Regions from separate parts of the Rattus norvegicus genome. Here region 2 is linked to region 1. A link is a contact called in public Hi-C data. All regions are on one chromosome and are shown on one strand. Each heading gives the region's core, a stretch centred on a gene start, on an enhancer-like site or on the middle of the called end of the contact. The rest is flanking DNA. Distances are from core to core; before and after follow the strand shown.

Region 1 (5,889 bases), core at 1,833-4,332:
ACATCGACCAATTTTCTAGATCTCTTGCCATCAGTTTTGTCTGTCTCTACTCCGAAGACTTGGGGGCGAATGTGAAAACAACTTCTGTTGCTAGGAACATTTCAGTAAATGAAGATACACCTCTGCCCACAGAGGTGGTCCTGTGACAAGTCCCCCTGCTCCCCTGAAAACCAAGTTATACAGGAATGTATGGCTGAGTCTAAAGATGTTTGTCAAGGCTAGTAATTGTAGTTCTGGATGTAGTTTACAGATGTTAAATGCAAAGGCGAGGGGGAGGGCGCCTGGAAAATATCAATTCTCTCTCCAGGCAGCTTTGCCTCTCTGCATCTGAGCTTTTCTCCTTTCCCCATATGCAGATTGGTCAGATGCTCTAAGAATCACATAGAAGTTTGGGTTGAACAGCTGGGGGGGTGTCAAAGTTTAGCATTAGAAGTCATATCAGTCTTATGATTGAGTTATCTCTGATGAAATCTGTAGGACTAGTAAGTGTGCTGTCCTCTGCTGGCTTGTTCTGCCTCCTTCTGACTTGGTGGATTAAATTTAAAGGGGTCGTACATTTGAAGAGTGCTAGAGTTTATATGAGACGAACCAGACTAATCTTTGAGGAAAATAATCAGGCTAACTTATTTGAGAGACAATGTAGCATAGTGGTCAACTGGGGGATGGGGCTTCAGAGTCAGGGCATGGCTTCCACCCCCACTTCTGCTATTTAACTGCAACAAAAGCATCTTAAGGACGGAAAAGTCTATTTTGTATCTCTGTTCTAGGATACAGGCAGTCTATCGTGGTAGGGATGCCAGGGAAGCAAGAGTTTGAGGTCACGTTTCACCTGCAATCAGGAAGAAGACGGCAGTGAATGCCACCCACATTTAGGAAGAGTTTCCCACCTCAATTAACCTCATCCAGCACTGCATTACAGACATGCCCAGCCATTCGTCTCCTAGGCAATTCTGGGTCCTGTTTCATGGGCAATCAATATCCACCACCTCAGCGGGCCGGTCAGATAACTTGTTTCTAACCAAAAGGATACAGTTAAGGATAATGGGGTGTCACTTCTGTGACAAGGCTCTACACGAGCTCATTCTGTCCTTTGCTGGCTTCAATAAAGTGATCTTCCACAGGTGAGCTTCTGTGCGCCAAAGAACTGTGGACAGGGAGCCAACAGGTGACCAAGGCTCCAAGTGCACCCGTCCCTGAGCAACTGAAAGCATCCAACAGCCACATGAGTGAGCCTGAGGCAGACCTGCTCCTTCTCAAATCCTAACGTGAGACCTCAGCCCTGACTGCTACCTGGAGCTCAGCCTCTTGCAATACTACAAACAGAAGACAGCATGAGGATGCATATAATCCCAACGCTCAGGAGTCAAGACCCTGTTTTTAAAATTTAAATGGATGAAATAGGAAAATCAGTAAATAATAAATTAATGTGTTTTCTGTTAAGCTGCTAAATCCTGCTGTCTTGTTTTGTAGCTGTTGCTACGGGTACAGAAGCTGTGCCACTGGGATGGGCTGAGAGCATCTTCTCTGAAGGGGGAAGTGACGATGCTTAGAGCTTAGAGTAGAGATGAGGGAGGCATTCCTAGGCTAAATGCTTCATACCGTAGCTGATGCCTTGTAAACTGCAAACTGTAATGTTATTTTATTAACAGCCTTCTGTATTCACGATATATGTCCATCTCTGGATAATTAATGTAATGTATAGGAACTTTAAACATACAGTGTTTAAAAAGCCCATCTCAGGTGATTCTATGCAGCCATTGTAGACACAGTCCTGCTTCTGCTGCATGACTGTTGTATCCTGAGGGTGAGGGAGACAGTTGTGGGTATCTAGTTGCCAGGGGAAGGGAGCCAATGGAAAAATTTTGCAGAAAATCCCAATGGAGAGAGGAGCATATGGACTTAGCCAGTCACCTGTTTCCCTCGTGGCTTGTAGGGCAGTTTGGCAAATGCATGAGGAATAAAGAAGTGCCGGGTGTGTCATTGGTGGGAGTGGGAGAATAATTTTCAATACAATGGCCCATTTCTAAGAAGTTATCAGACAAGGGCAGCAGTAGTTTTCAGTAGCTCTATTTATGGACAGGAATAAGAAATGACTGGTAATTAACCATTTTGACCTACACACATGGCAATTTCATATAGTTCTACTTAAAAGAACACCATTTGAGACAATTTTAAAGTCCAAATGGGATTGTGGATCAGCCGAACTTTCACTGCAAACACACTCACAAACATACTTATACATATAGTCATGCCTCTGTATCAATGGATTTCATAACCTTCAGTCTCAACCATAGATCAAGACACTTGATTTTTGTGTCTATTTTGCACACATTCAACCCTTTTCATTGTGTGGTCTAGAGAACATGTTATAAAAATAATATTTATTAATACATAATATTTTATCGTATTAGGCATTGGATGCAACCTAGAAATGATTTAAAGTGTACAAGAGGATGTGTGGAGGTCATATGCAAAGCTAGGTCACCCTACACAATTTTGAGTGTCCACAGGTTGGACCTCTTTGGTGGAGAAACTGGGGTCAATCCCCTGAGAATTTCGATGCATTCCTTTCTTGCCTTGTAAGCATTTTTGTTGGGTTAAAGTTTTTTGACATTCTCATATATTCTATGCTGTGCTGTGATTACATTCATCATCCCCCACTCTCTCTCTCTCTCTCTCTCTCTCTCTCTCTCTCTCTCACCCCCCTCCTTTCCCACTGGTCCCCACTTTATCCTTATGTCCCTCCTTCTCTGTGCAGGTTGTCACAGATGCTGTGTGTCCATGATCGCAACAACCCAGACGGAAGGTACCACCCCAGGACCCACCCTCCCCCCATCCTTCAGCTCCTACAGACTTCCACCCTCTTCAGCAGTGCTCTGTGGGCCTCTGGGGGGGGTGCCCAAGGCTAAAAGCCAGTCTTGGGTAGTAATGTAAATGTTAAAGGACAAATAAACTACATTCTGTTTGGCAAAACATCAGCAGTAAATCCTCATGTAGCATTCTAACTTCCCCAGATACGGGCTTTTGACTAGTTCCACAGTGCCATGCATGCACTCCCTCCTGTGGAGTGTGCCTCACATTGCTCCTGCTGAGTGGGCAGTGATCTGGTTACCCCCCTCCCAAGGCACTCCTGTCACCATTACACCACAGCATGCATATGGAGGTCAAAGAACAACTTTCGTGAATCCATGCTGCTGCCATGGAGTTTCAGGGATCAGACTCAGGCTGACAGGTCACATGAAAGCATTCCATCACGAGTCACTCGCCTGCCTCCTCTACATCCTTCTCAGCATTCAGGATTTTTTATTTAAAGCTCCTTGTACATTCTGGATAATAGCTCTCCGTTAGGCACAGATTTTGTTCCGTTCTGTAGGCTCCCTCATTGTCGAGTTGACTCTCCTATCATAACTGACAATGTTGCTGAGTTTACTAGTCTCAGTTGGCACCTGTGCCCTCTGTGGAGAAATTCAAATGCACCATTCCAAGCCTTTCTGGCTTTTAAGGTGTCCATTGAGAAGTAAGTTGTTATTCTGACGGTCCTGCGTGTGACCTTTTTGTTGGTATGTGCTTTGATGTTTCTCTCTTGAAGCTTTTAATCCATTTTCTTTGTTCTGCATAGTTAATGTTTTACTACACTCTGATAGAGGACGTTTCATTTCTGATCCTGTCTATTTGGCGTTTTGTATGTTTCTTATACATGGATTTCCATCTCTTTCACTACATTTGAGTCATTTTCTTCTTTGATTTCATTGAAAACATTTTCCGTGCCTTTAGCATAGAATTCTTCTCTTCAGTGCCTACAAGTCAAAAGCTTGATTAATTTCCTGGTTCACAAAGATCTCATGTGTTAGTCACAGCATTTTAAAAAACATCATTCTCTTTGACTAAATGGTCCCACTCTTCACTCTCAATGCCATATTCCAGCTTCCACACAATCCACTCTGTCAGTGAGGCCTTCCACTGAGTCTTTCAGTTTGGTTAGATTTTTCTTATTTCCAGCCTTATTCACATTTGCATTTATCCCGTGTTTTTCTTTCTTGAGTTCATCTTTCCCGAGCTGCCCTTATGTTCATTAGGATATTTGTTTTCTCGGAGTTCACTGAGGGATTTATCCTATCCTCATGGTTAGGTGTTTATTTGTGTCCCACTTTGACTTGATTTGGTTATTTTTTCTTTTTTCTTTTTTAGTTGGTTATTTTATTTATTTACATTTCAAATGTTATCCTCCTGCCCAGTTTCCCCTCCACAAGCCCCTATCCCTTCCTCCCTCCCCCTGCCTCTATGAGGATGCTCCCTACCCACCAACCCACTCCTGCCTCAGCAGCCTAGCATTCCCCTATACTGAGACATCAAGCCTCCACAGGACCAAGGGGCTCCACTCCTATAATTCCAGATAAAGCAGTCCTCTGCTACATATCCAGCTGGAGTCATGGGTACCCCCCTCTGCCGTGTACACTTTGGTTGGTGATTTAGTCCCTAGGAGCTTTGGGGGGGGGTCTGGTTGGTTGATAATATTGTTGTTCTTCCTATGAGGTTGCAAACCCCTTCAGCGCCTACAGTCCTTGCCTAACTTCCCCATTGGGGTCCCCTTGCTCAGTCCAATGTCTAGCTTTGTACATCAGCATCTTTATTGGTCAGGCTCTGGCAGAACCTCTCAGAGGACACCTTTACCAGGCCTCTGTCAGTAAGCACTTCTTGGCATCAGCAATAGTGTCTGGGTTTGGTGTCTGCAGATGGGATGGATCCGTAGGTGAAGCAGTCTCTGGATGATGTTTCCTTCAGTTTCTGCTCCACTATCTGTCCCTGTATTTCCTTTTGACAGGAGGAATTCTGGATTAATATATTTGAGGTGGGCGAGTGGACCCATCCCTAACTAGGAGCCATGCCTATTCACTGGATATGGTCTCTACAGGTTCTATCTCCCCTTTGTTGGGTATTTCAGCTAAAGTCCTCCCTGTTAGGTCCTGGGAAGCCCTTGGGTCCCTGGCATCTAATGGTTACCTCCACTGCTACACACCTACTTTCAAATTCCTGATTCTCTGTACTTCTCCTCCATCTCCTCCAATATTTGAACTGTCCCCCTTTCCCCTCTCCCTCTTCTCTCCTTCTCAGATCCCTCTCTCCCTCTACTTCCCAGAGATTATTCTTTTCCCCCTACTGAGTAGTTCTATACCATCCAAACTTTGGTATGATCTTCTTTCTTGAGTTTCATATGGTCTGTGAGTTGTACCCTGTGTATTCTGAGCTTCGCTTTGGCTAATACCCACTTATCAGTGAGTATATACCATGTATCTTCTTCTGTAACTTGGTTACCTCACTCAGGATGATATTTTCAAGTTCCTTCCATTTGCCAGCAAATTTCATGAAATCGTTGTATTTAATAGCTGAGCAAATTGTGTAGATGTGCCACATTTTCTGTATCCATTCCTCTGTTGAGGGACATCTGGGTTCTTTCCAGCTTCTGGCTATTATAAATAAGGCTGCTGTGAACACAGTGGAGCATGTATCCTTGTTATATGTTGGAGCATCGTTTGGGTATATGCCCAGGAGTGGTATAGCTGGTCCTCAGGAAGAATTATTTCCAATTTTCTGAAGAACTGCCAGACTGATTTCCAGAGTGGTTGCACCAGTTTGCAATCCCACCAACAATGGAGGAATGTTCCTCTTTCTCCACATCCTCACCAATATCTGCTGTCGCCTGAGTTTCTGATCTTAGCCATTCAGACTTGTGTGAGGTAGAATCTCAGGGTTGTTTTGATTTGCATTTCCCAGATAACTAAGAATGTGAAATATATCTTTAATTGCTTCTCAGCCATTCGAGATTCCTGAGTTGAGAATTCTCTGTTTAGCTCTGTACCCCACTTTTAATAGAGTTATTTGGTTCTCTGT
Region 2 (5,889 bases), core at 1,622-4,121, 240 kb after region 1:
AGTTCAAGTTCAGAAGCCCTCCATGTAAGGTTCTCAGGCCTCAGACAGTCATTAGAGATCAGGAGCAGGACTGTGGTCCACTGTGGAGAAAGTGACAGGAAGATGTTGTTCCTGGTGCTGTGGCCTGTCTTGGCTTGCTGGGGTATGGGGGGAATATTCTAAACAGTACCTTCAGGTTGGAAGCTATACCCCAATTTAAAACAATACCAGAGCCTGGAATCCCCACATTCAGGACTGAGGCTCACACATCACTCCAGGTTACAGAGTGAGGCCAGCCCAGGCTCTATGACAGAGGGAGACCTGACTCAGCAAAAACAATAAAAGTCACTCTTCAGCGAGGTAAGGAGGTAAAAGGCATGGGCATGAGGCCCTGCAAAGGCCCCACAGTGGCTGTGCTCTTGTGGTGTGATCACTTAAAGGGTCCACAACCTTTCGGAACAACGGCACCAACTGTGGACATGAGCCCTGGGTGTGCGGGGGCGGTTGATAGTCAACCCATAACAGAAGTCAAATCAGTGTGGTTCCCTCTGGACCTGTTTTAAAGCTAGTGCGAGGGCAAGGTGCTGAGCTATGCTGAGTGAATTATGTAACAGCAGCCTGCTCTGACTGCTAGCCTACAGAGCCGGGGGTGTCAGGACGCTGCCAAGCACCCAATTCACACAGAAGCCTGGTGACTTGCCCGAGGCTACACAGCCAGTGTTTCCCAGTAGAACAAGCCCTTTACCCTTTGCCCCTAGATCCCATGGTTTCTGGAAGAGTCCTTGGCCTCAGAGAAAGTCAGCAACTGAGTAGCCCAGAAAGCTGGGTCCAGTAAAAATAACTAAAGTGCTGGGGCTCAGAGGTATTGGAATTCCCCCAGGATGCCAAGATGGTGATACCAGTCCTCAGTATGAATGGGAGCACTGGAGGGGAACGTGGCAATTATTCCCAATTACTCAAGAAGAGGGTAAGAGCTCAGAAGGGCTCTTCTCTGGTGCCATTTTAATCAGCTGTCCAAAAACACATGCAAAAACAGCAGATGGAACACAGGTTAAGTATATTCTGAAGGCCTTTCAAGCCGAAGGGGTAGATTAAATAATGATATACAAGCAATCTAACGGCCTAAAAACATTGTGGATGAGATCAAATGCCCGGTAGAGAGTCAAGTGTCAATTAGAAAAGCAGCAGGCTTGGCATAAAAACAAGGCTCTCCAGCTTGGGCAGGCAGGGGTGAAGCAGGGAGACAGCCAGTGGTGGCCAGCTAATTGGGAAGGCTGTCCCCAAGTGCCACACCAGTCATAACTGGTTTAGTTTTTTGAGACAGGGTCTCTTTATATAGCCCAGTTGGCCTGGAATTTGCTATGTGGTTAAGGCTGACCTCAAACTCAGGTTCCTGCAGACTCAGCCTTCAGGATAACGGGACTACAGGTGTGAGCATCATGGCTGCTGAAGATGCTGACCGTCCTACTAACATTAACTTCCAGTGTCCGGAGGTGGCATCTGGGAACCAACCATCTCTTTCAATGAATGCTATCTGCACCAGTGCCAGCACCTGTCAGTCCAGTGAAAGACAAATCCAGAGAAAGAAACTGATGGGAAAATGGCTGCCACGCAGCAAGTCTGCTGCTTGAGCTCGGGGCTTGTCATGGGTTCACTCTCTGTGCTTGATCTGCCCACAAAAGCCAGGCTCTGTTGTCCATGGTTGTCCATGATGTCACAGGACAGAGAGAACTATAAATCGGGCAGTTGGTATAGTGTGGGAAAGAAACCCACGAGATCAGACGAAGCTTCCTGGAGGTGTTACAGGTCAGAATATGCAACAGACAGCAGCCTTGGGTCCAACCTCTCCCTACGCATCAGGCAGCAGACATGGGGTGCAGGGGCACCCACACTTCTAATTCTTTACACATGACTGCAAAATTTGTATTACATTTGATATTGAAAAGTCTCCCCAAGAGCCCCATTTCCTCCACTTCAAGGCTGAGCTCATGTGTGTCACTGTCCTGGGAAGGCTTTCCTTGCAAAATGATGCTATGTATTGTAAAATCCCTTTAGTGCCATTTACTGACCTAAGAGAAGCCCGGGCTCCTGGCTGCCCTTGCTCAGTACAGGAAGCACCAGGCCTTTGCAGGAATGCAGAGCCGGCTTTGTTTGGACATGGATCTTTTACTCCCCCATTTCTCCTTGGGAAATGAGCTATCGCCGACGTTGTGGGTCTTCCCCCCACATCTGCACTCCACAGGCGCTCTCTCCATCACCTCTGGCTCCATACATCATCTCATTCATCCCAATCTCCCAGCACCTAGCACATCCTCTGGGACACACCCACTACAAGGAAGTGTGCTTGGAAAAGCCACCAGCTGCACTTTTGTACTTCTCTCTCAGGGTCAGGCCCTACATGGACACAGACCAGCACAGCAAGCACCACTGCCTTCTTGCGTGTGTTAATGAGCACTCGAGGAGTAATTTCTCTAACAAGTTGAAGGGCCTGACCTTGCTTCAGTGCCAAGTGAACACTCAGAGGGCCTAGGGTTCTCGGCTCCCATTGGCTCACTGAATACTAACAAAAGAGTACTGAGTCCCTGCCCAAGCCTGGAGCCATAAATGTGGCCTAGTCTGCCTGGCCTCTAGCACATCCTGCAAAACCCACCCGGCAGAGAGAGGCCAGAGAGCCCCCTCTAGTGGACCAGCAAGTTTTCTGCTGTTAATTGAACTGGGGAATCCCTGCTGAGACCCACACCTCACAATCTCCAGTCAGTGTCAGCACTGACGGCACTGTGGGGAAGCATACAGATGCCCATATGGTACATAAAGCAGACTGTAGCCTGCTCCCTAAATGGTCCCCATGAGTCAGTTCAGGAGGGAGGCAGTTAACAGCCAAGGCTGACAGTGACTGGGTGTTTATGACTCAGTCACCCCAAAGATGTCATGTCTGGATCCTCCCTGACGGTTCAAACAGACAAGTGAATCACCTCTGAAATATACCAGTCATGGAGAAGATCCCAACATAGTAACCTTTCTGGACAATTTGTACTCAGCTTTCTAGGAATTTTGCCATCAGTAGGCCCACATGAATCCACAAAAGCTTGGCCTTTAATTGAGATCATAAAAGGTCCTTATGGGTACAGTTCTACACCCTGACTCAGTCCTCTCTTGGAAATTGAAGAAATTGTCCAGTTCTGTTGTGGTCTTCAGTCAAAGTGAACTGAAGGGAAAGTGTTTACCCTCAACCTCATGTGAGGCCAAGACTATCCTTCAGCCATTGAGGAATGACAAGGTAAATGTCAGGGGTCCATGTGTCTATAGGAAACCAGTCTGGACATCTGGTTGCCACCCAGCTGGTCTACTCACTCAGAGTCCCCACTACACAGAGGACAGGCCTAGGGTTGCCCCCGGCTTTTTCTAAATGACTGAACTGCAGAAGCCTCGGTTGGTGAGGTTGGCTCATGGACTGGCATTCTCGGCAGACTTAACGCAGGCTTATAAAATGGGGGAGGGGTCGCTGAGGAAGCAGCGGGTGGAGAAGGAGCTGCTTCAGCCTCAGAGAATGCTCTTAGTGATGTAAGACGTATGGTAGGCCGAGCTAGTTCCTAGAGCCTCATGTGGCAGCAAATAGCCTTGGCAGATGTGACAGACTTGAGAGTCCTGAGTTGGGATACCACTGGGGATTTTCTGCAGGGGCCCAAGGTTAGAGTAGCATGGCGATTGTCTTTATAATGAGGACCAAGAGCTGAGAATACAGCAATTCTGGTGGGCAGCACATGCTGGAACCAGCCCCACAGAGGGGTTCCTGTCAATACTATCCCTAGTTGCTTCCATGTCCTCCAAGGGTCCTGAAGTTCAATGTCCGGCTGCTTGATATCCTGTCACCTGATTCTGATGGCTATTATGTGGGACTATCCATTTAGTGCCCAGGGGAGTTAACCCAGGAAACCAGGGATGGGTTGTGGGCTCCCTCAGCAATTCCAAGTGCAGACAAGGTAGGGGAAATGTCTCCACTCACTAACTGTTGGGACATTGACTGAGCAGCTGCACACTGGGTCCAGACTTAGGTCTGTCTTCTTCAGTCCCATGTGGCCTTTTGCATGGTGGCTAAACAGTAACACATTTTCAATAGAGGCCACCCCACCTTTGTGACTGAAGTGGCCACAATAAAAGATACATCTTGAGAAAGTCTGGTCTCTTCATGCATGTGAGTGAGTATAGTAACAGTGACTGGAACTAGGGAAAATATTGTATCACCACAGCAGTCAGCAGGCAGGACCAACCAAGAGGCCAATTTATTCTGTGTTTGTATGTAAGTGGGGGGGGGGGGCGCGCATGCGCGCACACATGCATTTGTGGTCAGGCATGTACATGTTGGTGGGTGTAGATACCAGAGCACAACCTTGAGTCCACCTTGATTTTTAGACAGGGTTTCTCACTGACCAGGAGCTAGCCAGTGAGCTGGTCTGGTTAGTCAGCAAGCTGCCTTGCTAGTGTGGGACTGCAGGCATGCGGCACACGGCTATGGAGGGCGGGGGAGCTGCATTGGGTCCTCGTGCTTGCATGGCAAGCACTGTTATGACTGAGCCGCTGCCCCAAGCCTCCCAACACTTACTTTAATTTTGTAAATTATACATTTTTGTGTGTGCACATGCACATGCACATGCACATGCACATGCACATGCACATGCACATGCACATGCACATGCACATGTGGAGGCCAGAAAACCTCCTTCCACCTTACCATGAGCTCCAGGAATTAAACTCAGTGTGACAAGCTTGTGCAGCAAACACGTTTACCCACTGAGCCAGCCCTCTTACTGGCTTGTTTTTTAAAGTATTATCTAAAGGCCACAGTCAGGCCTGCCTGCATCCAGTTGTCTCTGATGCATTCACACAACACAGGTGATGTTAAGAGTTTCCTACTGGAAGGGAACGTCCCCCACTGAGCCAAGCTCTCTGCTGCTTTCTAGGAAGCTATACTGGTACAAGGGGGGAAACCCACCCACAGAAGACTGCCCTTCCCTGAGGTGGAGGCTCATGGGTGGCTCCCTTCTCCTGTTTCTCCCAACACTGCAGTTTTCCTGCGGTGAGCACAGTCTTCAAGGACAGACAAAGTGACAGCAAAGATCTGGCCCCTGGATGCATACCTTGTTTCCGATGGCCTTTTTGGGTGGGAAACTGTAGGCCCTTACTTGTGGGAAAGCACTCTGCAGCTGGTGGTGCAGCCCCCGGAACTCAGTGTACCGACGATACACATTCCACTCGTCGTCTTTTATGCGAATGTAGACCTGCCAAAGAGGGAGAGAGGAAGACAGGCTGAGCCCAAGCTCTGAACGTCTCCCTCGCAAGGCACCAGTGGGCATAGGAGAGACTCAGTGAGGCACATGACCCTGGAGCCCAGCGGCATAGTGTGTCTGCATCAGCCTGAGCGAAAGCACAGCCACATCTCCCTGCACACGTGAACTACCCTTACAAGCTGCCTCGTGGACACCAGTTCTGTAAGTCCCACAGGCCTGAGGTCACACTGATCAGTGCACAGTAGGGGAGCTGATTTGGGGCAAAAGAGAGTGAGGCTGAGATCTTCCAGACAGTTGGAGGGCCTGGTAGGTAGAAGGGAAAGTCAACACCCGGGTGGTATAAGCACAGACAGGGACATAACTTTATCCCAGCCAAGTTGGGACCCTGCCTGGAGCATGCACAAGAGGCTGCTGTGTTTATGGGTTCAGTACCTTCTAGGACACACAGCTATTGAGAAATGGGGGCTCTTGGTTTTGTTTGTTTGTTTTGTTTTGAGATATGTCTCCTTATGCATGTGTTGTTGGCCTGGACCTTGCTATATAGACCAGGCTGGCCTCAAACTTACAAAGATCCTACTGCCCTGTCTGCCACTGCTCCCAGCTGATGTGTGTTAAAACCTGGTTC

What was found. Hi-C and Micro-C count contacts between places; a contact is called where the count stands out from the background.
Region 2: a contact with region 1 is called in a Hi-C map of Schwann cells, with 3 times the contacts expected there. The contact joins two enhancer-like sites. A contact is called at or near these places in 3 of 12 Hi-C or Micro-C datasets (Schwann cells, frontal cortex and liver).

The regions. Positions count from the first base shown.
Region 1 is chr10:4,189,664-4,195,552 of GRCr8, forward strand. It overlaps a transcript of Cpped1 not described here. Among named protein-coding and RNA genes, the nearest start is that of Cpped1, 16 kb to the right of the region's middle. Within about 2 kb of position 3,083, at least 1 of the 93 cell types and tissues checked has an H3K27ac peak or open chromatin away from gene starts, as enhancers often do. A contact at or near this core is called in Schwann cells, where this site is marked.
Region 2 is chr10:4,430,955-4,436,843 of GRCr8, forward strand. It overlaps Snx29 (sorting nexin 29), which reads right to left. Exons shown (of 21, transcript NM_001109526.2): 19 at 5,115-5,255. Among named protein-coding and RNA genes, the nearest start is that of Cpped1, 230 kb to the left of the region's middle. Within about 2 kb of position 2,872, at least 9 of the 93 cell types and tissues checked have an H3K27ac peak or open chromatin away from gene starts, as enhancers often do. A contact at or near this core is called in Schwann cells, where this site is marked.